3 separate regions of the Mus musculus genome follow, and regions 2 and 3 are each linked to region 1. Evidence: chromatin contacts called from public promoter capture Hi-C data. All regions are on one chromosome and are shown on one strand. Each heading gives the region's core, a stretch centred on a gene start, on an enhancer-like site or on the middle of the called end of the contact. The rest is flanking DNA. Distances are from core to core; before and after follow the strand shown.

The links. Promoter capture Hi-C pulls out the DNA fragments that hold promoters and counts their contacts. Capture Hi-C pulls out chosen DNA fragments and counts their contacts.
Region 2: a promoter capture Hi-C map of liver shows a contact between it and region 1. The contact joins the promoter of Ints1 here to the promoter of 3110082I17Rik in region 1. A contact is called at or near these places in 2 of 39 promoter capture datasets (cranial neural crest and frontonasal cranial neural crest), 3 of 115 datasets of contacts at active chromatin or transcription factors (acute myeloid leukemia, forebrain and stem cell-derived neural progenitor cells) and 2 of 9 other capture datasets (adipose tissue and liver).
Region 3: a contact with region 1 is called in a promoter capture Hi-C map of the HPC-7 cell line. The contact joins the promoter of Micall2 here to the promoter of 3110082I17Rik in region 1. A contact is called at or near these places in 17 of 39 promoter capture datasets (the 3T3-L1 cell line, 3T3-L1-derived adipocytes, the HPC-7 cell line and 10 more), 4 of 484 Hi-C or Micro-C datasets (cortical neurons, embryonic fibroblasts, embryonic stem cells and 1 more), 7 of 115 datasets of contacts at active chromatin or transcription factors (the 230-238 cell line, craniofacial prominence, embryonic hindbrain and 2 more) and 2 of 9 other capture datasets (embryonic stem cells and liver).

What each region holds. Positions count from the first base shown.
Region 1 is chr5:139,458,735-139,462,698 of GRCm38.p6, reverse strand. It overlaps 3110082I17Rik (RIKEN cDNA 3110082I17 gene), which reads left to right and starts at 2,165. Exons shown (of 5, transcript NM_028469.3): 1 at 2,165-2,230.
Region 2 is chr5:139,773,906-139,777,869 of GRCm38.p6, reverse strand. It overlaps Ints1 (integrator complex subunit 1), which reads left to right and starts at 2,192. Exons shown (of 47, transcript NM_026748.2): 1 at 2,192-2,538; 2 at 3,292-3,582. The coding sequence starts at 2,400.
Region 3 is chr5:139,734,573-139,738,536 of GRCm38.p6, reverse strand. Micall2 (MICAL-like 2) reads left to right here and starts at 2,204. Exons shown (of 17, transcript NM_174850.3): 1 at 2,204-2,519. The coding sequence starts at 2,377.

The sequences.
Region 1 (3,964 bases), core at 916-3,415:
AAGTGATAGAGAAAAACACCATGAAGAAGACCTCTGGCCTCCATACATGTATGCACAAACACATGAACATATACAAATATATGACACACGCCCACCACACACACTCATACACTACACACATACCACACACTTGCCTGCACACACACAAACACAAACACACATTCACACCACACACTTGCCTACACACACTATATACTCATCCACACACATGTACACACACACCCCACACAGACCACACCACACACTTACCTGAGCACACACACACACATACATGCACACTACACACTTGCCCCATGCACACCATACACACACACACACATACATACCACATAAATGTAAAAGACAGCCAACTAGAACAGAAAAGAAAGTCCAGAAGGCCTCAAATGCTATGTATAGAGTCGGTAGGTAGGAAGAGACTGAGCTGTGAAATGATTGGAGTCGGGGCACCTGGCTGGGCAGGTGACATAACTTGGTAGAGTGCTCACCTACCATGTAAGAATCCCTGAGATCAACCCACAAATACATTTAAATTGGAAGGGAAAGAGTTGGGGCAGGCAGTGGTGGCACATGCTTTTAATCCCAGCACACCAGGGCCAGAGGCAGGCAGATCTCTGTGAGCTCAAGGCCAGCCTGGTTTTCAGAGTGAGTTCCAGGCTAGCTGGGGCTAAACAGAGAAACCCTGTCTCAAAAAAAAATAAATAAAATAAGGTATCCTTATACAGAAAGATTGTTACCTGTTATCTCTGTGTTGGCCACTTTCACAGCAAATGCCAGCTGAGCTAGAGTTCTTGATTCTCAGCCTGTTAGAGGCTTCAACAAAACTCAGGTGAGGGAGTCTGTCTTTTCTCATTGCTTGATAATTCCCCTCTCTCTATTCTGCATCACAAGGAATTTACTGTCTCCTCTTAGTTGGCTAGCAGCATCAGCAATAAATCACACCCACTCCATCTGTAATTTTGTCATTTTGAAGCAGGGTCTCACTAAGCCTTGGCTAACCTGGAACACACTATGTAGACCAGGCTGGCCTCACACTTGTAGAGATCCACTTGCCTCTGACCCAATGCTGGAATTAAAGGCTGTTGTGGGGTACTCTGAAGAGAAGACTGCTAGACATGGTTTAAGCCAATAGAAAATCTTTATTAGCTGTCCAGCAACTACACTGGGTGATGGAATCCTAGTGTAGCACTGAGCCTTTTTCCAGGTGATTTTTTAAGCACTAAAACCATGTTCCGAGTTGACACACAGTTAAAAAGAAGAGTAAACCAGAAGTGGAACTAGAGAGGCTGGAAAGCAAGGTTAGTGTGTGTTGAGACTTTCCCAGCACTATATGGACTCTGATGGACTAGGCCCTTGTTTTAGTTTGGGCAGGTGGTGCTGTCTATGTGCTGCTAAGTTTTACAGCCTCATGGTACTTCCAATGTGGAGTCAGTGTGCTAAGGTCTGGTGGCCTACTAAGGTCTATGGCCCTGTTACAAGGCCAGTGACAGCTATGCCAGACCCTTTACATTACTTCTTCACTACTTTGTGTGTGTGTGTGTACACATACATATATTATGAAATGTACATATTTACTTATTTAGTGTGTGTGTGTTTAGAGGTCAGAAGACAGCTTGTGGGAATTGATTTTCCTTCCGATTTATGGATCCTGGACATCAAACTAACGTTACCAAGCTTTACAATAAACACTTTTACCGTCGGAGGCATCTCACTGGCCTTTATGAATCTCGAGAAGACCCCGAGTTTCTGATCCTCCTCCCTCTATCTCTTTGGTGCTGGGATTATAGGCTACAACAGGGTCCGACTTTGAACTCCCTACACAGCGGAGGATAGCCTTGAACTCCTAATCCTTCTTCCTAGCTTCCCTAGGGCTGGGACGAAAGGCGTGCACCTCCAAGCCCGGCACCCCTCGGATATTCTAACTTTACCTGCTGGAATTCTCTGAGAGGTGTTCTATCTGTTCAGCCCAGCACCAGCGGCCAGAATTCGGCCGCACGTGCCCACGCCACCAGGTGTTGCCCTGGCAACTGACTGCGCTCTCAGCTCAGAGAGATGACGCCAATATCCTGCGCCAGGGCTGCGCCCTCCCATGCGGCGGCCATTGGCTGGCTGGAAGATGGACGCCTTCCCGATCCAATGGATAGCGCTGATCTTCTGAGGGCGGGACGGCGCGGAACCTGCTGAGCTGGTGGTGGAGGCGCGTGGCAGAGGTGTGCGAGAGTGGGAGCTGCAGGTGCGTGCTGGGTAGGGTGGGGTGACGGGGGGTTGTCGCATCCGCCCGGGGAGACGCGGTCCTGGGCCGGGCTGTGCGTCTCTGCGCAGCTCTCCACGTGGATTTCCAGAGATCTATTCAACCACCCACCTACCCATTTACCCCTGTTGATACAGGCGACCACTTAGCCATTCGTCCACTCCTCCGTCTACTTAAACGTCCATCCACTCCTCTACCCAATTATCCATCCGTCCACCCACCTATTCATCCAGGCACCCACCCATCCATTCATCTATATCCTTCATCCACCCACCCACTTATTCATGCACCCAACAGTCCTTCCATGTATCCATTCTTACAAGTTGGGTGTGGTGGTACACAGCTGTGGTCTCAGTATCCTGAAGGCTGGGACTGAAAAAAATTGCCGCTAGCTCGGTCTAGCCATGTCTTCTAAATGAGACTCCGTTCAAAAAAAAAAAAAAAAAAAAAAAGATTCTTTGGGTTCCTTTTCTGTATCGGTGTCACTCAAGGCTCTGGGAAGAAACGGGGGCCAGAATAAGAATCCCAGATCTAGGGAGCCCAGGTTTTTGACTGTAGAAGATCTCTTACTAATGGTCTTAGGTACCATGGAGATAATTTAAGGGAGTCTTGTTCCTTCTTTGAGCTTGCTGAGGCATAGTCTTTCTGGTTTCTGCTGCTGCACTGTGTACCCCAGGCTTACCCCCCTGTCTCTGCCTTCCATCTCACCATAGGAGAGACGAGACGACAGATTCACACACTGCATCCAGCTTTTTATGTAAGTCCCAGGAATCGAACTCATATTATCAGGCTTGTTCGGCAGGTGCTTTTACCCACTGAGAACTCCTAGCCCTCTGTCTTCTTATTTCCTTGCTGCATGAAGCAGCAGTCAGTGCCTCTGGATTTCATTTCCTAAAGGACTAGTGACATTGGGCATCTTTTCATGTTCTTCACTGTTTGTTCAAGACCTTTGCCCATTCTAGAGTTTGCAGTGTGTGTGTGTGCCAGAGGTCAACTTTAGGTGGTCCCCAGCAGCCATCTACCTTGTATGTGACAGTGGACTCGACAGGCTAGGCAGGGACGGAACTCAGGTCTTCAGGCTTAGTGGCAAGCGCCTTTACCTGCTGAACCATATTGCTTTCTCCCCCTCCCCCACCACTTCTTTTGTTTGGTTTTTGTTTTGTTTTTTGAGAGAAGGTTTCTCTGTATAGCAAGCCCTGGCTGTCCTAGACTCCCTTTGTATACCAGGCTGGCTTCGAACTCACAGAGATCTTCCCACCTCCGCCTCTAGAGCTCTGGGATTAAAGGTGTGCACCACCCCACCTGGTGCCCAAATTCTTTTATTGTATAATTGCCAGAGTTATTCTGTGGTGGTGGCCATGCATGCCTTTAATCCCTAGAGGCAAAGGCAAGTGGATCTCTGTGAGTTTGAGACCAGTGTGCTCTACAGAGGGAGTTCCACAACAGCCAGGTTATGGAGAAACCCTGTCTTGAAAAGCAGAAAAACAAAAAGAGTTCTTCTCAGGCTCCACCACATGCAGATTTCCTGCCTGTAATGTGTGAGACAAGCACTGCTCTGAGTTGTCTTTACTTTCTTGCTGGCACTGTTCCCTGGGAGAAGCTTTTAAATTTTGTTTTATTATTTTCATTTATTTTTTAAAATTGCTAATGTGTGTGTGTGTGTGTATACCATGTGTGCGTAGGATCCCATGGAGCTCAGAAGAGGCGTCAGATCTC
Region 2 (3,964 bases), core at 943-3,442, 320 kb before region 1:
GAGGCAGAAGCAGGAGAATTGCTGAATTTAAGGCAAGCCTGGTCTACATAGTGAGTTCCAGGACAGCCAGGGCTACCTAGGGAAACCTGTCTCAAAAACAAACAAACAAACAAAAGAAATGCCTTCATTCCCGGTGGATGATGGTTACAGGTCACAGGGAAGGGGTGGGTTTGGTAAACTTGCAGAAGTGGAGACCAGAAGGGAGCTGGTTATATAAGTGCTTAGAGGATAGCAGTGGGCCTGATGGAGGAGGTTAGCTCCCCTTTCAATGGAATGGATGAAGTCCAGGCCCTCAGAGAGATGCTGGGCCAGGTAATCTGGCTTCCTAGCTTCCTTGCTCTTCCTCAGGTGTCCCCATGTCACATGTCCCTGAATGGATCTGCTCTTTATGTGCCAGAGCTTTCTAGGTGTTCCTGCCCTGCTAACGAGGACACCTGACAGGGCCTATCTTGGCATGCCATATGGCATGACCTGTGGTGAGGAGTTCCAGCAGGGATGCAGGGTGTGTGCGGCTGAGGACCGGGAGGCTTTGCAGGCACTGATGCTGGTACCACAGAGAGGGAGAGAGGGAGGCTTGCTGCAAGTGAGGTGGGCTAAGCTGAACTGGGAATGCTGCATCCATACAGGGAGCCACAGAGCCCCGGGGACACTGTCCACCACCAGGCACAGCAGTATGAGGCTCAGGCTGGCAGATGGGGACAGCTGCTTCCTGCCACTGGGGCAGTTAGACCACAGCAGCTGCAGGTCTGCTCAGTGTGGTTTGCCAGCATCCTACATAGGTTCTGGGGGACGCTGCCCAACCTTCCCCAAAGGGTCCTCAGCAGGGCTCAGGCTGAGCTGGGTTCCACTGTCACTGGGTTAGGATCTACTGGAGTAAACAGACTCCCCGCCATTTTGTTTGATTTTGCTTTTGTTTTGGGTCAGAGTCTGTCTATGTGGCTCCAGCTGTCCTGGAACTCACGGAGATTCACCTGCCTCTGCCTCCTGAGTGCTGGGATTAAAGGTGTGTGTGACCACACTGTGACAACTCATCCCTTTTTAAAATCTAAATTTTATCTATTGTTATTGTGGGTATGAGTGTGCATGATGTGAATGTACAGCCATGCACACCACAGCACACGTGTAAGTCAGAGGACAAATTTGTAGAGTTGGCTCAGCAAGCTCTTTCACCTACTGACCCATCCTGCTTACCCTGACATACTGTTATTGTAGCCCTGGCATCACAGTAAGAAAGACCCTGAACTGCAGGCACTGACAGGTATGGGAGGTGCGCTCCTGGGGCTGAAAACCAGCTCTCTGCCTGAAGCTCCCTTTGTGCCACAATGTTCAAACACATCCTTTATTCAGCCCACAAATGTTTACTATATAGCTCTGGGCTTGCTGGCACCAAGGAGGCTGGCCATCATGGGGACAATCCATTAAGGGCGCTTGAGGGTCTTGGGCTCCCAATCCTAATTCTATGACCTTGGAATGTCTATCTGTCTGTCTATATGTGTATAGATACACTCAGACATTCACACACATACATAAACACACATACATATATATGTATACACACATACATGTACACACACACAAACATGGTCTCGGGACCATGTCTGGAATTTTGTCTTTGTCCCAGCAGCTGGACAATCTATCTGGGACTTCCTTAGAGGAGACCTGCAGTACCTATCCTGATAGCTCCATGTAGAGGTCTCCATGGAGAGGGAGGTACCCAAATCAGGTGAATCCAGAGGCCATTGACAGAGGTACCCAAATCAGGTGAATCCAGAGGCCATTGACAGAGGCCTTCAACATTTTAGAGCATGTATCAATATGAAAGTAGGATTTTGACTTTTTTGTTGTTGTTGTTTTTTGAGAAAGGGTTTCTCTGTATAGCCCTGGCTGTCCTCGAACTCAGAAATCCGCCTGCCTCTGCTTCCCAAATGCTGGGATTAAAGGCGTGCGCCACCACCGACCGGCTGGATTTTGACTTCTTGAGCTAGGATCAGATTTAGCTCCAAAACCGTAAGAGGGAACAGTTTATGCCCAACAAGCCCAGCTTTCAGACAGGCATAGGTCCATCCAGCCTCCGGCCGCCAGAGGGCGGTGCAAACACTAGTAGGCTCTGCCTGCCTCTCTCCTCTCTTCCTCGCCTTCGGGTTTGTTTTACTTCCGGTTATGTGAGAAATCAGCGCTCGGAAGGCTCGCAGATCAGTTTGCACTTCCGGAGCGCCCGTGTCTCGGGTCTGCAGAGTGCTGCACCGGAGGTGAGGGGCCTTTGCACCCAGGTGAAGTCCGCTCCCTGCGGTGACATCCGTCTCCGCAGTCGGCCGCGTGTGTGCCGCACTTGGCCCCTTTCTGTGACCCCGGTAGGCGGCCCTGGGCACTCGGTCCAGTGGCCCCGGTGCGAGGGATGAATGACTGAGCGAGCGAGTGACTCCCGCCGCCTCCTCCCAGGTGAAGGCGCTTCCTCTAGGGGCGCCCGGGCCGCGGGGAGGATGAATCGAGCCAAGCCCACCACCGTACGGAGACCCAGCGCGGCCGCCAAGCCCTCAGGTGCGTCCCTGCGCGCGGCGACCTCGAGACGGTCAATGAATGGGTTCCATGAAGGCCGGCATGGCCACTGAAGGGGTTCCTACGGGACATAGTTAACTTGGGACTGTTGGGAGAGCGTGGGCATCCAACACAGCAGGACAACGGTCATCCAACCCAGGCTTCCTGCATACATTGCTGTCCTGAGGGGCTCCTAAAGGACAAGGGCATCCTTGTCCTGCTGAGCATCTGGCAAGGACAGGGTACCTGGACCAGAATCACAGTCTCTGAAGCCGGATAATCTAGACTGGGGTCCTAAAGTTTCTTCTTGCTAACTGTGTGACACTGGCACATTACTTAACTTCTGTCTATTTTGTTTTGTCTTGTTTTGTTTTGGTTTTTTCGAGACAGGGTTTCTCTGTGTAGCCCTGGCTGACCTGGAACTCACTCTGTAGACCAGGCTGGCCTTGAACTCAGAAATCCTCCTGCCTCTGCCTCCCAAGTGCTGGGATTAAAGGCATGTGCCACCAGTCCCCTGCCTAACTTCTGTGTCTTTATTTGTAAAACGAGGGTCATAACTTTTGAAGAAGCCCGGTGAGAATTAAGTAGACAGTGCTTATGAGTTACAGATGGCTTAGTTTCTAGTCAGCACTGGATCAGCGTCAGCCATCGCTTGCTCTGCCAGGGTGGTTGGACAACCTCAGGCTTTACTTTTGTCTCTTGGGGGCCCACTCTGAGATTGGGTATCACAGGTGTGGGTTTTCTGTTCCTCTGCAGGGCACCCTCCCCCTGGGGACTTTATTGCTCTGGGGTCCAAGGGTCAGGCCAGTGAATCAAAGACAACGTCCACCCTGCTGAAGCCAGCCCCTTCTGGGCTACCCTCAGAGCGCAAGAGAGATGCTTCAGCTTCTCTGTCTGGGACCTCTGCGCTGACCGGCCTCACTAAGCGCCCCAAACTGTCCTCCACTCCCCCACTGAGCGCCCTGGGACGTCTGGCTGAAGCCGCAGTTGCAGAGAAGCGAGCCATTTCTCCATCGATTAAGGAGCCATCTGTGGTGCCCATTGAAGGTAAGATCAGACTGCCAACTTCCCCAGAGAGATTCCTTCATCCTGTCCATCTGCCCAGTGCCCGTGGGAGCCACTTCCAGCCTGGTTCTGTTAGCGTAGTGGGGTCTTGGCTTCCTGTGGGCTCGCTGCCTGGCATTGTGAACAGATGCACCTCCCATTCCCACAGTGCTCCTGGTTCCTCGTTCCATCATTTATCTGGCCTGTGTACAGCCTGCCCCTGGTTGTGACAGCACTGTTCTGAACCGTGCTGGGACAGGTGCGCAGGCTGTGGTGGCATCTAAGTGGTTCTAGCCCGGTCCTCCAGTGGAAGGGGATTCTTTGCTCACTGTCTTTGCCTCCAGGACAGGGAGCATTTTGGTGCCATTTTCCAGGTAGAAAATAG
Region 3 (3,964 bases), core at 955-3,454, 280 kb before region 1:
GTTTGGGGGACTCTAGAAAGGCAGGCTCTATGAGGTGCTGGTGGTGACATGATTAGTGGCCCCAGGGGACTGTCACGAATACTGTCCTCAAGCTCCCGAGGTGGCAGGAGCTAAGGGTGGGGAGTCTGAAGAGGCTGGTCACATGATGACCCTGGAGCTGACATTAGAACTCAGACCCTGGCATGGCCCTCCCTCCGTTTGCACACCCTTTCTCCCCACGTCTTGGCAGTTACCTTCCTTACCAGCTTTTCCGGTTCTTGTAATTGCTGCCCAGAGGGTCAGGAAAACCTGGTTCCGGGACCAGGCTCTAGCTGAATGGGGTGTGATACTGCACTTTGTCCTCCTGGCGAGAACCCTCGGGCAGGTCAGCTGCTTCCACTGGGCAAGGGTTGGGGCTATAATCCCAGGGGCAGTCTTGTGCCCTCCAGAGTTGGGATGAGGATCTTGCTGCCCACCTACCAGCCCCACACCTGCTGCCTGTACCCAGGTGCCTCCTTGATGCCAGCCCACAGCTTGGGCACGGAAAACCTGTTTTCACTCCTGGTAGAGACGGCACCTGGCTCCAAGCCAGATGCCATTTTGGGGAAAACACCTACCTTCCTAAAGATCCTGCCTAGACAAGCTCTGGGGCCCAGCTGGGAAGGGCCGGTTCACACTGTTGCTGTCATAGTCCGGTCCATCTGATGACATATAGATTCCTGAGGGTGCGGAGAAACAAAGCTGGGCAGAGGTGGCGCACACCTTTAATTCCAGCACTTGAGGAAGAAGCAGGTGGTTCTCTGTGAGTTCGAGGCCAGCCTGGTCTACAGAGTGAGTTCCAGGATAGCCAGGGCTACACAGAGAAATTCTGTCTCAGAAACAAAACAAAACAACAAAAGAACATTCAGGGCAGCCCCTGGCTCTAACTGAGGACCTGGGAGAGGTACTTTCCTTAATCACCCCTGGCATCCTCAGAGACTTGAAAGAGGCTAAGAGTCTCCTGTCTCAAGACCCCTGGAGCGTGCCCCCTCAGCCTTCCTTTCCTCCTCTGTGAATGTAGAGCGGTTATTCTGGCTGGCTTGGCACCCTTGAGGGTGAAGGGAAAGCAGACAGTATTTTAAAGTTTGAGACAGGGTCTCAGGTCGCCCATGTCAGCCTTGCACCCCATATGTATCCTGGGATAAGCTTGGATTTCTGATCTTCCAGCTTCTCCCCGCTGAGGGCTGGGATTCCAGGTGTGTGCCATCACGACCAGTATCTGTCTGATGGGAAAGCACACTACTCAGCAAGGTCCACCCCAGCTTCCAACCAGACAGCTTTGTAGACCCTGAAAAGGGACACTCCTCAGAGGTTGCATCTACCCTAGCCTCTGTTTTCCCATTTGTCAACAGGCTGCCAACTCTAGAGGCTGAGGCAGGAGGATGAGTTAGGCAGACTAGGCAGCTTGGCCTCAACTTTAAAAAATAAAATAAAATAAAAGAACGCTGTTGCGGGTTTGGACTGGAGAGATGGGTCAGTCGTTAAGAGCATTTGCTGCTCTTCCAGAAGTCCTGGGGTTTAGTTTCCAGCACCCACATGGCAGCACAACCCGCTCCAACTCCGATTCTAGAAGAGCAGGGGCCTTCTTCAGGTCTCCCGGGCTACCAGACACACAAGGGGTGCAGATACACTTTCAGACCAAAGCCCATATGCATAAGATAGAATTAAAAGTAAGAAAGAAAACCGTAGCTGGGAGTGTAGCTCAGCTGGTGGTATGCTTGCCTGGCATGCAGGAAGCCTCAGGGTCCATACCCAGCACTGCACAAACCAGGCATGGTGTGGGGCACAAGCCTGTAATCCGAGAGCAGTAAAGGAGGTGGAGGCTGGGGAATCTGAAACACAAGGTCATCTTTGCTTTTATAATAAGCTAGAGGCCAATGCGAGCTACATTGGTCCCGGTCTCAAGGAAAACAAAAAAAGAAAACCCCGACGCCTCTGCTGGGAGTTATGGCTAAAGGCCAAGGCGGGAGCCAACGCCCAGAGTACCGGGCCCCTATTCTTCAAGTCCCAGGAAAGAGGGGGCGTGGTCTTATGTGGGCGTGCCCTTTGTGGGGCGTGGGTGTGGCCTGACCAAACTGGGGCGGTGCGGCCGGAACAAGGAGCCTGTGTGGAGCTTGGAGCTGGTGAGCCAGGCCTTCAAGAGGCGTGATCTTGTGGGGGCGGGTCTGAAGAGGCGGGGCCTCTAGGGGGCGGGGCCGGCGGCCTCGCAGGCGTCAAGAGTGTGTGGGGCGCCGGTCTCCCGGTGTTCTCTTCTTCCAGCCCGGCTGGTGGTCGGCGGGTCCGGGCCTCCTGCGCGTCTCGGGCCCAAGAGGGGCCTGTAGCCAGCTCCTCGAGCCGCCAGCCCGTCCTGCCGCCCATATGGCCGCCATAAAGGCCCTGCAAGAATGGTGCCGGCAGCAGTGCGAGGGCTACCGGGACGTGAGCATCACCAACATGACCACCTCGTTCCGCGATGGCCTGGCCTTCTGCGCTATCTTGCACCGACACCGGCCTGACCTTATGTGAGTGCTCTTTAACCCCTCTGTCGGGCTCTGATGTGCCGCTGCAAACGGGAAACTGAGGCCACGCCTGCCTTGGGATCCGGGTCGGAGGTTTCAGACACACCCCTCTCAGATGGGCCACCCGGGGTAGAGCAGAGACCTGCAGGTACAGCCTATTTGGTGGTCTCCAAGGCTGTGGCAGTCAAGTAGCCTCTGTGCAGGCCACCAAGTGCAGCTGGGCCAGGGGCCAGGACATGGGCTGTCCAGCCGGCTTAGTCAGTGGTGACTCAGGGCAGCGTCCGCCTTCCCCGAGCTCCCTGAGAAAGGGCAAAGGAACAGCTCCTGGGGGTCTGAGGTCTGGCCCCAAGATCAGGGCCATTTGAGGCTTCTAGTGGGATTACTGCCCCTCCTCTAATTTGTCTAGGCATCTTTGGGAAAGCAATCAAAGAGGGAAGCGCAAGCCTTTTAGCACCTTAGAATGACAGGAGACAATGGAGTCTGGGCCATCATCCTTGGAAGTTGTAGGAGAGGACAGGGATTGGGTCTAAAGCCTTCTATAGAAGAAGAGTCTTGGCATAGGAAGTTGGGAAGCAAGCCAGCTCTGTCTTGTTGAAGGACCTTGGCCCACAACTCAAACTGTTCTATCAGTTATTCACTTAGCAAACACTTAGGCAGACTCTGTTACAGGGACCTAAGTTAGTCTGGTGACCAGAGTCCTGAAATGGGACAAGATCACCTACAGCCCATGCCCTTCAGAGGAAAGCATTCTCCTGTACATGGTACATAAATGCAGAGTTGGCTGGTCTGGGAGTGTTTCCCAGGGAGGTCTTAGGGCTGAGTGAGGCTCCAGGCAGCACCTGTGGAGCCCACCTCAGCCAGCCTTCTTGCTGTGCAGATGGGGAAACTGAGGCTCCGAAAAGGAAAAACAAACAAATATTGTTCGTGTTACACAATGTGTCAGGAAGAGCCAGGCCTGGTGCTATCAGACTCCCTTGTGCCAAGCTTTGCTCTGCTCAGGAAGCCGGAATCTTGAGCAAGAAGTAGGCTTCTGCCCTGTGGTTATGAATTCCCCACCCCAACCCCCGAGCTGCTTGGGAGGGCCCCATGGCATGAGCCTCAGTCACTCTCAGGGAGATGGATGGTGTGAGCTCAGTGGGGCATCAGTCATGTGGAAACCAGGAAGCTGAGCTTCGATGGATGCTGGGCCAAGGATGTAGACCTTGGAAAATGGACTTGGGATGAGAACGTGGGTAGTCAGGTTTCTTCCGGTGGTGCAGGGGGAGTCTGGATGATGATGCAGAGTGGGGAGCTCAGATGAGAACTATGTGACGAGTTCTCAAGTGGAGGAGACGATGATGTTGGATTTTGGCTGGATTAGCCTCAGCTGGTAATTGGACAGGGACAGGGCCTTTGCAGACATGGGGTTTCCTCTGCTCCGAAGCAGGGACTATGTGTGCTCATGGCCT